Linked DNA regions of Macaca mulatta: region 2 is linked to region 1. Evidence: chromatin contacts called from public Hi-C data. All regions are on one chromosome and are shown on one strand. The core of a region is the stretch at or near the end of the contact, and the rest is flanking DNA. Distances in the headings are between cores, read along the strand shown.

The links. Hi-C and Micro-C count contacts between places; a contact is called where the count stands out from the background.
Region 2: a contact with region 1 is called in a Hi-C map of fetal cortex germinal zone, with 3 times the contacts expected there. The contact joins the promoter of KCNMB4 here to the promoter of LOC144332960 in region 1. A contact is called at or near these places in 2 of 14 Hi-C or Micro-C datasets (fetal cortex germinal zone and liver).

What each region holds. Positions count from the first base shown.
Region 1 is chr11:77,320,752-77,328,403 of T2T-MMU8v2.0, forward strand. LOC144332960 reads right to left here and starts at 4,297. Exons shown (of 3, transcript XM_077954727.1): 1 at 4,151-4,297; 2 at 3,681-3,750. The coding sequence starts at 4,288. It overlaps CNOT2 (CCR4-NOT transcription complex subunit 2), which reads left to right and starts at 3,837. Exons shown (of 16, transcript NM_001265869.1): 1 at 3,837-4,319.
Region 2 is chr11:77,441,719-77,449,370 of T2T-MMU8v2.0, forward strand. KCNMB4 (potassium calcium-activated channel subfamily M regulatory beta subunit 4) reads left to right here and starts at 2,634. Exons shown (of 3, transcript XM_002798660.4): 1 at 2,634-3,404. The coding sequence starts at 3,069.

The DNA.
Region 1 (7,652 bases), core at 3,047-5,546:
GCTTATGACACATTTCTAAAAGAATTGTTGGGTCAAATGCACATGCTCAAGGCTTTTGATACATATTGCCAAACTGCACTCTAGAAAAGTGCTGCCAACATATACTCTCAGCAATATAAGCAGCCCTGTTTCTCTGAACCCTTGCCAGTACTATCAAGAAATAACCACTTGTTAAAATAATGCCTGAAGATTAATGTTTAACGTGTTTTGTCACTCATAAGTTGGGCTTACTATTAAACTTTTAACTGTTACAATATTACCATTCAAAGCTTAAGATTCTTACACGTATTTCAGATGATAGAAACTGAGGTCTAGTAAATTATAAATCAGACCCCTTTTAGTGTGAATTTTAGCCCTGGCCATACTGCAGTGCAGTCTACTTTTTTTTCCCCCTTGTAATAGCCTTACAGATTTCCCAGAAAAAGATAGACATCTTCTTTATTAAGTTGAAGACTAGGAATATTCTATTGGTTTAGTACCGTTTTTCCTGTTTCCTAGATTGGATTTTACAAATTTTGTGTTAAGGATACCTTTTGACATTTACTCATTTAATATTAAAATAGTCTAGCTAATCTTGGATAAGAATTTTGTTGCTTCATTCACTGACTCACTAATTTAACAGCACTTATCTAACGCCCACCATGTGTGAAGGATAAAGTAGTGAACAAAACAGGTGTAGTTTATATTTTTGTAGGGTGAAGGGAGGTATGAAATAAACAGTGAATAAAGAAGATAATGATAAATTATAAATGCTATTAGGAAAATAGAGGGGCACGTGATTGATAGACAATAAATGGGAATGGGAGCTATTTTAGATAGGGTGGCCATGGAAGGCCTGTCAGATACATTTGGGTTAACCTGAAGGAAGAGAATGAATGAGCCATATTCAAGACAGTAAAACCACATCCCAGGCTGAAAAAATAAAAATAAAAAATAAAAAGCAAGTGCAAAGTCCCTGAGACAGAGTATCAGGTAAGATTAAATTCAGTTGAGAACAAGAGACCCCAAAATAGCGGGTGTAATAATATAGACATTTACGAGTGCAGGGCTGGCATGGTGCTCTCATCCACAAAGTCCTCAGGGACCCTGGTTTCCACCAGTTTTGCCATCCCTAGTATGAGAGAACCTGCATGAGACACAAATTGGCAGCTAGAGTTCCAAAATCACATCTATAGTCCATGGTACAGGATAAAGGAAAAGCCGCATTGAAGGTGTACACCAACTATCTTTTAAGGATGGTTTTACAAGTGTGCCACATGATACAATGCTTATATCCCATCAGCCAGCACCATTACATGGCTACAAGAAAGGCTGCAAAATACAGTCTTTGTTCTGGGTAGCCATGTATCCATGTCTACTACTATGAAAAAAATGGAATTTTTGGGGACAACAGGCTCTGCTACAGACTACAAAGAGCTCAGCCCACGACAGAAAGGAGGCAGTAAGAAGGGTGAGAACAACTTCCCGTACTGCTTCCTGGGAAGATGGAGAAGTGGGCAGGAGCCAGATTATGCAGTCTTGAAGGCTATGGTAAGGAATTCCGATTTCATTCTGTGTGCATAAGGAAGCTATTGGAGGGTTTTAAACAAGGGAGTGACATAACCTAATAACATTTTTAAAATGATTGCTTTGGTTGGTATATAGAGAATGGTTTGAATGGGAAAATTTTCATGAGGGTACAGAAAGTGAAAGCAGCTAGTATGGATATTGCCGTGGTCCAGCAAGAGATGATGGTGGCTCCCAAGGGCTGTAGCGGTGGAGGTGATAAGCAGCTAAATTCAGAATATATTTGTCAGGCAGAATTGATGGTACTGTCTGATGAGCTGTATGAGTGTGAAGAATCACAGAAAATTCCAAGTTTTATGCTTGAGCAAATAAGTGAATGGTGGTACTATTTATGAAAATCAGGAATTCTAAAGGAGCAGGAGATTTAGGGAATGAACAAAGGGGATTCAAATGTTGTTTTAGACACATTAGAGAAGCCTGTGCTTTTTATCCCTTGCCATGGCAAAATTTTCAATACCATCCATAGTTTTCTAAAAATGGGTGGCCGTCTTCTTCTACAAGTTATACACAAACTCATTCTTCCCTTAATAGGGTATTTTTTTTCCTCAAAGTCTGTAATTTTTAAATGAAGTGTACAGAGAATTTAACATAACACATATTTTGGAAATACACAAAACATGTGCCTATTAGTATGGACTACTTTTCAGGTAAAAGAAAGACAATCTATTAAGATAGTCAAAAGAAAACCAAACTACCAAATGGGCAAACTTGATTAACATTACCAATGAAGATGAACTTTTTGATGCAACAGGATAATTCAAAAAATGTAGCATCTATTCTTATAGTAAGAATAGTAACTCTTATAGTAAGAATTCTTACTACACAAGCCTTTAACAAATGCTAGGTCATTAAATACCTAGAGTACCCTCTAAGGTAGGTATTAAAACAATTTTAACAAATTTATAATAGATTTGGCACAAATAATAGGACAATTAAAGGCTTGTTCTTCAACATGGCTTAAAGTGAATTCATCCTAAACAAATAGTGTTCAGTGAGTCAAAGTAAGTAGTATCAAATATTGAAAGTAATAGTATCAATGTATTTTCTCCTAACACTCCTAACCCACACGTTTATTATAAAAATGTTTGTTGTTCTATCTCTTCCAGTAAAATACTCAAGGTAATAAAACTCTCAAATCAGACTTACACCCTCTGGAAGTCATTCTAAAGAGGTATAACCAATCTTTTAACACACCATCTTATGGTTGAAGATGTTAACATGAGAGGAGGAGAAAGCAGAAAGAGGAAGGGACTATTTGGAGAAGACGGGGAGAAAAGAAGGAAAGACACCAATGTGTTGTTCCTCCTCGAATTTTCCTGAAGTGGAAAAAAAAAAAAAAATGAAGTAGAATGTTTGATGAAATGAATAACCAAGTAAAACATTTTCTGTCTACACCAGTACCACTAGGAGTTGAAATAAATTCACACAATGTCTGCTATGTCAAAACACCTTACCTTCAAAAACATGACAGTTACCTTTTATTTTATAGTATGTTGTGTTTCTTGCTATTTCTTATTTTTGACCTTCAATGACAAATTTAAATTGGATTACAGTGATTCTTTTGTAAGGAAAAGGTAAATTTTTAAAAGAAACAACCAAGTGAAGTAGAAATTTTATTTACTTCAAATTAACTAATTACTCAAATAGAAAAGGACAATTTTTCACATTATGAAGCTACACAATTCCAAAACACACATGCAGAGGCTCTTAAGAACGAAATGTCTAGTAATTACAAAAAAAGTGAAGAGTTTACAGACATACAAAGAAATAAAGGGGAATTATTGCAAAGAAAAGTTTAATTTCACTTTGAACGACAACGATTTTTCTGGAAAGCAGATACTTCACTCCTTTAAGTTTCCACCCAAGCCACAATAATTTCAAATGGTCTTGCGGATGACCCAGCTGGTCACTCTTGTTTATGTGGAGACTGGGGGGAATGAGAGTCAGAAAAAGTGCTATAAACCTAATTTGGCTAGAGCAAGTTCACACGACACGACCGTGCTTTAAAAACTTGCTCTCCATTATGTACTTCCTTCCACCAGGTTGGGGGGGGGAAAAAAAAAGGTGAGGATGGTGAGTAAATACACCAGTGGTTTCATCAGAGGGGAACTCACTACTCAGAAGGTGACGGTGACGTGGTGCCGGTCCCTGAAGTACGCGCACAAGCTCCGGAGGTTGCGGGAGCTAAGGGAGGAAACGGGGACACGGTTAAATTCGCCCAGGTGGCGGGAGTGAGGAGGGGAGGAGTGAGGAGGCGGACGTGCGGGGGCGGGGTGTCCAACACAAACACAAACACGAACACGCTCAGCATCCCCGGGGAGGGCGGACTGAAGCCACCTCACCATTCATCGCCCCTGGACCCTGCGGTCCCCCTCGGACTTGGGGCCAGAGCCCTCTGCGAAGCAACCTGGCCCCAGGAAAACGGCAGCGGCCGCAGAAGCCCCGCTCTCTGTAACGGCCGCGGAGGAGCAGCAAGCCTCCCTGTGAGTCGATGGGAGACAAGACGGAGCAGCGGTAAGGGCGGTAGGGGAGTGAAGCGCCTCTCCCCACCTTGTTAGAAGCGCGCTGGAAGCGGCCTACCCACCCCATCGCTGCTGCTTTGCAGTCGCCGCTCCCACCTTCCGCCGCCACCCGGAGGGAAGCCGGAGCGACGGGGGTCACGGCGGCGGTCAGAGGGTAAAGGTCTTGCTCCCAGCAGCCTCCGCGGTGGATACGTCGCCATCTTGGATCCGCGGGACAAGAAAATTCATGCGGTGAGTTTTTGGCAAATTTTCGGAAGTCTGGCAGCGGGGCGCGCGGCGGGGGCGGCGGATTCGGGGCCCCCGCAAGGCGGGGGAATGCCCCGGGGCCGGTCCGGCCGCGCCCGGGGTCCGCCGGTAGCGTCCCGGCCCGCCGCTTCCCGTTGCTTTTGTCTCGGCTCCAATCGAGAGAGGGAGAGCGGAGCGGGCGGGGAGGGGGGGTGGCGGCGGTGGAGGGAGGGAGGGGGTGTGTATGGGGGTGGTGGTGGACGGGACGTAAAGCGTCGCTGTACTCGGGCCGCTGCAGCAGCAGCTCCAGATCCTAGGCCCGGTCCCATCCGCGAGTGGCGGGGCTTCCCCAGACTCCACTCCCCTAGGCTCCCGCCAGCGCGGAGGAGCCGCTACCGCCGCGCTGCTTCCTGGGGGAGAAGAGAAGGCGGCTGCGGCCGTGGCTGAGGAGCTCGAGCCCGCTTTAGACGGCTCTGCCGCCTTCCCAGCAGCTGGTGCTGTCTCTGGCTCCTTACATTCTCAATACACGTATATCATCTGCCAGTTATGTGTATTTCTGTTAGTGTGTGTGTAAGTGTCAGATGGGAGACACTGGACTGGCTAACGGGTGTCAGGAGCCTGCAGGCCCTGGGATACCGAAGGCTGTGCATGGTGGAGGGAGAAGGAATGCAACTGCGATGCTGCCTCTGCCACCGCACCAGGAAGGTGAAGCTTCCGTAGTGTCGTAGACTGAGTCCGGATGGTCCTGGGGCGGCGGAGGAACCACAGATGCTTCTGTCTGTGAAGTTACAAGCCCTGGTTTTCTACTTCCGCAGGGGCCTCTCCACCTTTTGCTGTTGTAGGTCTCACTTAAAAGTTTCACAGAAGAAAAGAGTAGGGTTAAAAGAGGCCTTTGTAGTTCTTAATTGAGGCACTGTTGTCTGTCCGGGAGAAAGCTGATGACTCTTGGTGACTGTGGTCCTTAGCAAAAGTGAATTGTAGTTTTCTTTTATACAAAGTATTTCCAAGGTTTTAGACTTTATATTTATTCCAGGCCTGTAGGTACGGTATTACCACCACTAAAGTCTTACATAAGGGTACCACCCTCTCAGAAGGAACCTAAACAACTTCCTTCGAATCCTTGGAGACATCTTCACTTTTCAACATCCGGAAGACTGAGTGCAACATATTTTGTTTCATTTTCATAAAACTCTTGGTCAGAGAATCCCACTCCTTTTAAAATCGTTTGGGCAGTTCTTCGTAATTAAGTACACTGATTTGAACCCTTAGATTCTTGGCGAAATGGTAAAAAGTACTCAAAGTCAGTTCACGAGGGAAGCCAACTTAAATTTAAGGTTCCAAAGTTGAACATACTTCATGCTTGATATTAGGAATTTTTAGAGCTCGGAATCATAAGTGTGACTCTTGATTTCCCTTTTGAAGCAAGATAAGTGGAAAGAATAAAGTATGGGGTGAGGGATGAGATAGAAATTTTAAAGTATCCATTTACATACAAGGTTTATGTTGAGTTTGGGAATGCTTGGCATAATTGACAACAGTTCTTTCCAAACGTCAATGAATATGTCTCTTATAATTTTGTAAGATTGCGAATTGAAAGGGTTAAGAATCATAGTGGGCTGAAATGGTTAAGTGTCTATATTCAGAGCCCAGTTCATTGAAATGTTTTATAATGGACCAAGATAATTAGTAAGCTCTGTATGTTGAATTTGTTTAGTTTGTAGTTCTTTTATAATGTTAAATCTAAAGAAAAAGAAATACAAAATACACTTAAAGACAAAACATGTTCCACTCTACTCACTTATTTCTTGACTTTGTAAGATCCTTATTGTAGAAAAGGTATCTTTCTCTCATATTTTCTGAGAGCTTGAATTGTAATAACTTTTGTGAATACTTTGTATTTTAGAGAGGAAGTGAGAAACTCTGCTAAAGTTTTTTTTTTTTGTATCTGAATTAGTACTTCATCAATACAAATAAGTTAATGTAAACATTTGTTGGCAGGAATCTTTTTTTAAGTATACAATGTAGAGATATCTGTAACCTAATCTGATCTCAGGGAATGAGAATTGCCTGTTTGTTTAACCAAGCAACACATACAGCCTATACAATTTTTCAGTTTCTATAATACTTTAATTTATATGGTGGAAAAGGAGGGCAAAATGCTTGTGTGTGAGTGATTTATATCCCCAAGTACCTGATCTTGAAGATAAAACTCAGAATGTGGCTTATCTTCTGATGCTGGGCAAAAAACAAAAACAAAAAAATTCAGAATGATACAACTTCCCATATACCTCCCTACAAGGACTAATTACCTTTGTTTTTCCTTTATAACTTTGGGTGTTGCACTTTTTGATTTTTCAGAGATGCTTTACAGTTATTATAACCTGAAAATTATTTGTTCAAAAGTAAATAAAATTTTCAGGTGTATGAATAGATTTTATTAGAAGTGCTTCTAACCCAGTTCTCATTTGTATTCCTTTAGTAGATACTGGTATTAAAAGTACCTATATTTTGAAAGACCATTACAGAATTTTTTACAACCTGTATAAGTTATAGTTTTATGTTTTCTAGTGACAGACTTCATAAGATTTTCTGATAATGTAAATAGAATGTATGCTTCACATGTATATGTGAAATAATGAGTAAGCATTAATAGACTAGTGAAAAACACTTAGCTTACAATTTATTTTTTTGCTCTTTAAAAGCAATGTTAAACAATAGCTGTTTTTTTGTTGTTAAAATTTGTTAAAATTTTCCTGAGATTTTAGGAAAATATACAACCCAACATTTATGATGTTATTTGTTACCTGGATCTGTAGGGGATTTTGTAACACAAAGAGGCAAAAGATCCAAGGTACCAGGTAGGGCAGTTCAGGGGCAGAGTTAATATGAGGTGTACTGTAATGTTTGAGTGGAATTATATACAGTGTTAATCAAGGGATCTAGTGCTATGGTAGAACTTATTCTGCTTGATGATACAGGTGACTGTTCTTCCTTACTAAGAGCGGTTTCTACCTGTGATACTTAAAGGGATTGAATTTCACTGTGACTTATACCAGATATTTTGAAAAGAGCTGTGCTAAAGTTGATGTCGTTGTAGAAAGTTTGCCTTGAGGCCGGGCGCGGTGGCTCAAGCCTGTAATCCCAGCACTTTGGGAGGCCGAGACGGGCGGATCACGAGGTCAGGAGTTCGAGACCATCCTGGCTAACACGGTGAAACCCCGTCTCTACTAAAAAAATACAAAAAACTAGCCGGGCGAGGTGGCGGGCGCCTGTAGTCCCGGCTACTCGGGAGGCTGAGGCAGGAGAATGGCGTAAAAACCCGGGAGGCAGAGCTTGCAG
Region 2 (7,652 bases), core at 1,384-3,883, 120 kb after region 1:
TGACTTTCAATAAAGATGTGAAGATAATGTGTTCAGAGAAAACAAGCTAAATTAAAAACAGGAAACAGGAGAAAAATGTCTAAAAAACAGAAGACACAAGTTTCTTCAAATACTTTATGAATAATTGCCAGGGAAGAAATTGACTAAATGCAGAACTAAAAGAAAATGGATTTTAAAATTTCAAGAATTTCAGTTAAAATAAGATAGAATTTTCTGATTTTGTTCCCTAGACTTAGACCACCGTACTTCAGTTTTGAGGCAGAGGTTTCATTCACAGAAGACTTTGAGCTCTGGAATCATTGAAAAATGAATCATAGGCCGGGCGCGGTGGCTCAAGCCTGTAATCCCAGCACTCTGGGAGGCCGAGGCGGGCGGATCACGAGGTCAGGAGATCGAGACCATCCTGGCTAACACGGTGAAACCCCGTCTCTACTAAAAAAAAATACAAAAAACTAGCTGGGCGAGGTGGCGGGCGCCTGTAGTCCCAGCTATTCGGGAGGCTGAGGCAGGAGAATGGCGTAAACCCGGGAGGCGGAGCTTGCAGTGAGCTGAGATCCGGCCACTGCACTCCAGCCCGGGCGACAGAGCGAGACTCCGTCTCAAAAAAAAAAAAAAAAAAAAAAGAAAAATGAATCATATTCATTTAATTATTGGTAGTCCCCCAACTGCTATGCATTAATAGGAATTAATTCTGCCTCAAGTTTCAGTTCCTCATCATACTGAGCTAGAATAATTGGATCTTGTTTGTTCATCATTGTTTCAGATCTTAGACATGGCTTTTGCTTTATTGGAAAAGAAGATTATAACAATAGAAAAAAAATTTCCTATTTTTTTAATTTTTCCTGCAATAGGAAAAATATTCAGATTGAAGATTTGTGATTTTGGGTTATGCTATTTCAACTATTAAACTCGCTTTTAAGTAATGTAATCACAATTGTCTTTATGCTAACAGAAAAAGAGTACAATTCTTACATTTAAATTAAAAAAAGAAAATCTCTCTCAAAACCTAAAATGTATTAGAGAACAAAGCATCTTCCTAATTTGGAAGTTTTTCAAACCCTACATCTTCTTAATTTATTGAGAAAAAGACACTTAGGATCTTCCTGTAACTAATTTGCCCATTGCTGGGAAATACTTGTTACCTATCATAATGTAGTGTTTCCAAATAACGTATCAGAACTGCAGTCGAAAGGTACTCAATACCAGTTAAGTAACATTTGAAGTCCAGGAAAGAGAAATCAAGAATTCCATGATTCCATGTTTCCGTATTCATCAGGAACATAATTAAGAGTTTATTCATTTGCGACTTACAAACACAAAAAGTTTATGTCGTTTGCAAGGAAGTCAATATTCTGATTTTATTCTTCGAAATGTAGATATAAATAGGTCTCAAGTTTGATTTTATGATAAAAGTGTGGTTTGGGAAAAGGTAATTCCAACTTTTAAAAGGTCGCGAAAAGAATAGAGGCTGAAGCATAGTTGGGGTGGAGGTAATTGGGGGTGGAGGTAATTGGGGTTGGAGGGAGCAACGGCAAGTATTAAGAGCAGAACACAGGTCTAGAAACAGTACCTGTAACAGAGTGGGCCTGCCTGCTGCTGTCGCTTTAAACAGCGCTCCTGGAAAGCTTATCTACAAATCCTGGGGCGGGTCAGGGGTGGCAAGACTCCTAAGGAGGGAAACCACATAAACGATTCTGTTCTTGGGAGCTCCGAAGCAAGTTCTGATGGGAAAAGTGGTATTTCTTTCCAGGCTGCAAAGCTCTCCACCTGTTTCCTTTAGTCTCAGTCAGCCCCAGCCATGGGGGCAAATCAAGTTGGGGTCGACCCGGCTGCCAGAGACGTAAGTTGCCACAAGGGTCACTGAGGACCTGAGCAGCAAGTTTCTTTTGTCCAGCCTCCTGCCCCCACGCACGTTGCCTCCACAGCAAACTCCACCTGACTCAGCCTGTTTAACTCCAATCCTGCAGCCCTCCCGGCCGCAGCAGGGTCAGGGGGCGCGAGTCTGCACCAAGACGGTTAGGAGGCCCAGGTCCTGGGACTGGACGGTTACCGCGCTCCCTGGGGCGGCGGCGCTGGCGGCGTGGGCACCGCTGGGTCACGCCTCTGGCACCGCCGCGCGCCAGCCCGCCCGTGGCATGGGGACCTGCGGTTGAGTAGTCCCCGGGGACCTCCCAGCGCACACCGCTAGCCTGGGGCTTTCACCTCGATCCGCCCGACCCGGGCGGCCCGTGTCCTCCCACACCGCCACGCGTGCCCGCTTCCCGGGGTGCGCCCGGAGCCTGGCCGCTCTGCCCGCAGGTGACCAGTCCCCGTTTAGAGTTCAAGATTCCCGCCGCTCCACTTGAACTCCACCCTCCCCTCTGATTATTATTTTTTAACTTTCCCTCCGGTTAAGCTAAATCGATCTTAATCTTTCATCTCGGACGTCCCTCTAAGGGGACTCAGGGAAGATTCCAATTGCAAGTCGCCGCTGTCGCTTGTGCCCGTCAACCCCTCGCCCAAAGGAGACGCCCCCGGGCAGGGCGGGGCGAAGCGGGGCGGGGCGGGGCGGAAGGGCCAGGGTCGGCGGCGGACGGGGCGGGGCGGAGCCTCCTCCTGCACGGGGGAGCCCCCGGGCTCGCCCCAGCTCAGGCACTCCTAGCCTTGGGGCAGCTGCCGGACGAGTCCGCGGAGAAGCGGCCAGCGGGCGATGGAGACAGAGAGACACCCGACGAGAGGAGGCGGGGTGGGGGAGGCGGGGAGAGTGCGGGGGCGGAGGCTGGCAGGGGGCGCTGGAAGCTGGAGCGGACCGTGCGCTCCCCGCGCCCGAGGGTGCAGGAGGCTCTGAAGCGGCGGCTGCACCGCGGGGCCCAGGCGGCGGCTGGGGGGCTGGGGGGCGCTGCCGCCGCCGGGGGCGTCGCTGGCCTCGGCCCCTTTGTTCTCGCGCGCTCCCCCTCGCCGCCCACTCCCCTGCTGTCGCGCGGCGGCGGCGGTGGCGGCGGCGGCTCCTCCCGCCCGAGGCAGTCGGGCTTGGCGCCGGGGGCGGGAGGGGGCGGGGGGAGCGCGCCAGCCGCCGAGAGTGGGGGGCGATGGCGAAGCTCCGGGTGGCTTACGAGTACACGGAAGCCGAGGACAAGAGCATCCGGCTCGGCTTGTTTCTCATCATCTCCGGCGTCGTGTCGCTGTTCATCTTCGGCTTCTGCTGGCTGAGTCCCGCGCTGCAGGATCTGCAAGCCACGGAGGCCAATTGCACGGTGCTGTCGGTGCAGCAGATCGGCGAGGTGTTCGAGTGCACCTTCACCTGTGGCGCCGACTGCAGGGGCACCTCACAGTACCCCTGCGTCCAGGTCTACGTGAACAACTCTGAGTCCAACTCTAGGGCGCTGCTGCACAGCGACGAGCACCAGCTCCTGACCAACCCCAAGGTAAGAACGCCCCGTGCACCCAGGGGCTTCCCGCGAGGGAGGTTTGGAGGCAGCGTCGGTGTTAGACTCCGCGCGGGGAGGGTTCGGCGAGTGCTCGCATTGCTGGGAGGAGACCAGGTGGCGCAGGCTGTACTCAAACCAGGAATGAGTACATCAGGGAGCCCGAGGGCACCGGTCTTTTAGGTGGGCTTACGCGCCGCGAACAGTGGTGCCCAGAGGCTTACTTTAAAACCTGTCTTGCCTGGTCTCAGATTTTGAGGCCTCGACCCAGTCCGGGTCCTGCGCCTACCGGACTGGGTTTGAAGAAGTGCAAGGAGCCAAGAAAGTTAACTTTTCCTCCATTTAAAGCCAGTGGTTAGCGGGGATCCACCTACTCCAGCTCATGGTCAAGGTTCGAGCTTCAGTTGGTCTCATCTAGAACTCAGATGGAATGACCTTCCTTGAAAGGTTGAGGGGACCCTCGAAAGTTGTGAGAGAGTTCCTTACCTTTTCGCTCTACACAGCCATTTTCAACTTGGGGTTCAAAGATAAGCTTTTGTGGCTTGACAAAACGACCTGGAATCAAATGTGGAATATTGCGGGTCCATTTTGGGAAGTACAGAGGGCTCCTAGTTTTCATGAGATAGATTCTCAAAAGAGTCTACAGGGAGCCTAGTTACCCTTTGTGTTTAGGGACAGTCAGGAGCCGTCTGGAGAACAGTAAAACTTGCTGAAAATAGAAAACCTTCAGTGAAATGTACCTAACATGACTTCTCTGACAACTTCTTTTGGTCTCGAAAGCAAACAAGAAGAAAAAGCAGAAGAAAAAAAAAAAGATAAAACCTGGTTAGGACTCCCGGGATGGAGAGCAGAGAGAGGAAGTCTCAGAAAACTGTTCCCAATGGAGAAAAATAACTTATAAAAAGCAGTGTCCTTAGCCTGTGAACTAATTGAGCTTTGTAGTGTACCTGGTTCTGGTTCCTTTTTTACTTCCCTTGATCTTTTCTACTCTCCTTGTTGCTTAACTATCAAAGTAAAGGTATGTATCTTTTTAAAAGTTACTGACATTTTTCCTTTTTTTGAGGGATCAAGCAGAAAAACAGTCCAAAAGGGAATGAATCTTGTGTTCACAGGAACACTTTATTAACTGTAACAAGATATATTTGTATTAATCCAAAAGAAAAAAATTCTACATTAATATTGTAGTAGTATTTAAAACAAGCTTACCATCACTCTGCAATAAAACTTGTGGTCTTACCTCCTGAACAGTAAATTCTTGAATTTGAGACATTTTTTAAAATTTCTCAAATTATTTTTAAAAAATTTCTTTTTAAAAATATGAATGACTTCTCCCTCCCCCCAAAAAAGCTCCTGTCGACAGATGAATATTGATTTATCTTTAAAAGTATCAATAATATAAGCAGTAAATATAGGACTAAGAATATAGAATTTGGAGTATATTGTTGAAGATCTTGAAGAAGTGATAACGTCTCAAAGACAAATGTTGTAACTTGATCCTCTTAATGCTCAGGAATTTAAAAAGAAATCTCAGGGTTTTAGAAACATCATTTTTTTTTTTTTTGGAATTAAATCAATAATGTCAAAGGTAAGTGCCAACCAGTAGTAATGATTTAGAAATTTTATGGCAGTTCATCATTTAGAAGTTGTTATAGTTGGTGAAACACTGCTAATTATTTTAAGATAGTGGTTCAAGCACTAATAAATTTCATATCTGTATATACATATATATGCACACACATTAATAAATGGCTAATATCTAATCAAGACATGGACACATTATAATTTATTACGAAAAGACTGCTTCACGATTTCAGGCAGTTTGAAGATCTGGCAGAAAAAGTAAAATGAAATCATTGGAACATTGATTTTTAAATTACCTAGAAGCAATCACAATGCTTTATGTAATACTAAGATTTCTCCTGTCTTTCTCTCTCTCTCTCCCCTGAAAATAATCATTTTTTTTTTCCAGTGCCAGTTCAGATCTTGGCAACAGTTGTTTTGAAAAATTACCTGAACAAAATACATTTTATAAAGTATTCAGGAACTGACAGAACTGGAGAAGGATATATTTATGTTACAGAAGTCAGGGACAACATCCTGTTCATTTTAGTCAAGGTTTTCTCAGCCAAACCAATTGATATCTCTTCATCCAGATTATAAATATGTTGTAGCATTTATAGACTGTAAGTTTGTTCTTCAGCATCACCTTTCTATTTTTACCAATAAATGCTCAATGTGGAAATTCTTGTAAGCAGTGTGATGGAAAAATTCAGTGTAGTGAAAATATTATGCCAGAGTCACATGCATAAGCAGAGTGTTTGCACAGTGTTCCTGCAATTAGACAATACCCATTGTCCATTCCTGTTGGATCTTGGCTGCCTATATCTTTTCTTTGCCTTACTTTACCTCTTTATTGAAGGCCTACGTTTCCCCTCTGTTTCTTTGTAGAATGTCTAGATTCCCAACAGTGTCTTGAATCCCAACCACCTCCAAGCTTTTCTTCATGACCCACAACACAAGAAACCACTTAGGAAATCACTTCTTAGAAAAATAGAATAAGGACTTTTTTCCTCTCCCTTGAGTTTCCTGCATTAATTACAGTAAGAGGCAGGAGAGGGAAAGAATACATTGCAAATACAGAATTTCTTAAGCCATGAACTGCTAAAGAAGATACTGTGAGTAAATTTGATCTTTGACTAACAATTTCTTTAAAATACCTTGAGTTCCTACTGAATGTATTTATATTTTGAATCATATCCTTATTGTCTAAAGCAGTCACTATATCCAGTCTTGTCATAGAGTATTCAAGGCAACAAGTTGTCCACACGGAGATTATCTCTATGGATTAACCATAGCAAAATCTAAATTTGGGGTCAGCTTCCTCTTGTTACTATTCCAGTAACTATCTCTTTGTGACTCACAATTGTATATGCTTGGAGCTTTGGTCCCCACCTATGGCTGTACATTAGAATCACCAGGGGAACTTTAAAAAGAAGTTCTTATGCCTGGGTCCAACCCTCCAAGATTCTGATTTGGTCTTGGGGGGGACCTGGGCATTGATGTTTTTTAAAAGTTTTGCGATGATTCTAATGTGAAGACAAAATTCAAAAACCACTGTCTTAGAAAATGTTTTCATCTGCTGTGCAAGAAAAACAACCTGAGAACCTAAAAGGAGTCATTGTGATGAATATTTGTGTTTTCAGGTTAAAAGGTACTGTGGGTGCTACTGAATTTTTTTTTTTTTTTTTTTTGAGATGGAGTCTCACTCTCTGTCACCCAGGCTGGAGTGCAGTGGCGCGATCTCAGCTCACCGCAAGCTCTGCCTCCTGGATTCACACCATTCTCCTGCCTCAACCTCCCGAGTAGCTGGGACTACAGGCGCCTGCCACCACGCCTGGCTAATTTTTTCTATTTTTAGTGAAATGAGTTTTCACCACGTTAGCCAGTATGGTCTTGATCTCCTGACCTCGTGATCCACCCGCCTCGGCCTCCCAAAGTACTGGGATTACAGGCTTGAGCCACCATGCCTGGCCAGTGCTCCTGAATTTAGGGAGTTGGTATAAAAAGAGGGACTCCAGGAAATTCTGAAGGATAGGAAGAGTATTATTTAAAATTATTATGTAAATAATAGTTTAAAACCAATTTGTTTAAATGAAATGAACTTGATTCCAGACACTTGCATTTGAGTAATTATATACATTGGATGGCAAAAAAAAAAAAAAAAAAAAGATGAATTTTTAAAACTGCACTCTTGTATGTGAGACGAGAGAGAGTGGGTGATTAGAGATAATATGGTTATTTCATTTATTTATTTATTTTTGAGTCTCACTCTGTTGTCCAGGCTGGAGTGCAGTGGCACGATCTCAGCTCACTGCAACTTCCGCCTCCTGGGTTCAAGCGATTCCCCTGCGTCAGCCACCCGAGTAGCTGTGATTATGGGCATGTGCTACCATGCCCAGCTAATTTTTGTATGTTTGGTAGAGACAGGGTTTCACCATGTTGGCCAGGCGGGTCTCCAACTGCTGGCCTCAAGTGATCCCCCTGCCTCTGCCTCCCAGAGTGCTGGGATTACAGGCGTGAGCCACCGCGCCCAGTCTATATGTTTATTTTTATTTTGAGGTTTTTTTTCCCCTTCCTCTAGTAGTAAAAACCTAGAAACAAAGGATAAAAGGCTCCTTCTAAGAAACCAGTGCTCTAAAAGTGAGAGAAATGCATTAAGGAGAAGAAAAACTTAAGTGGGACTGAACA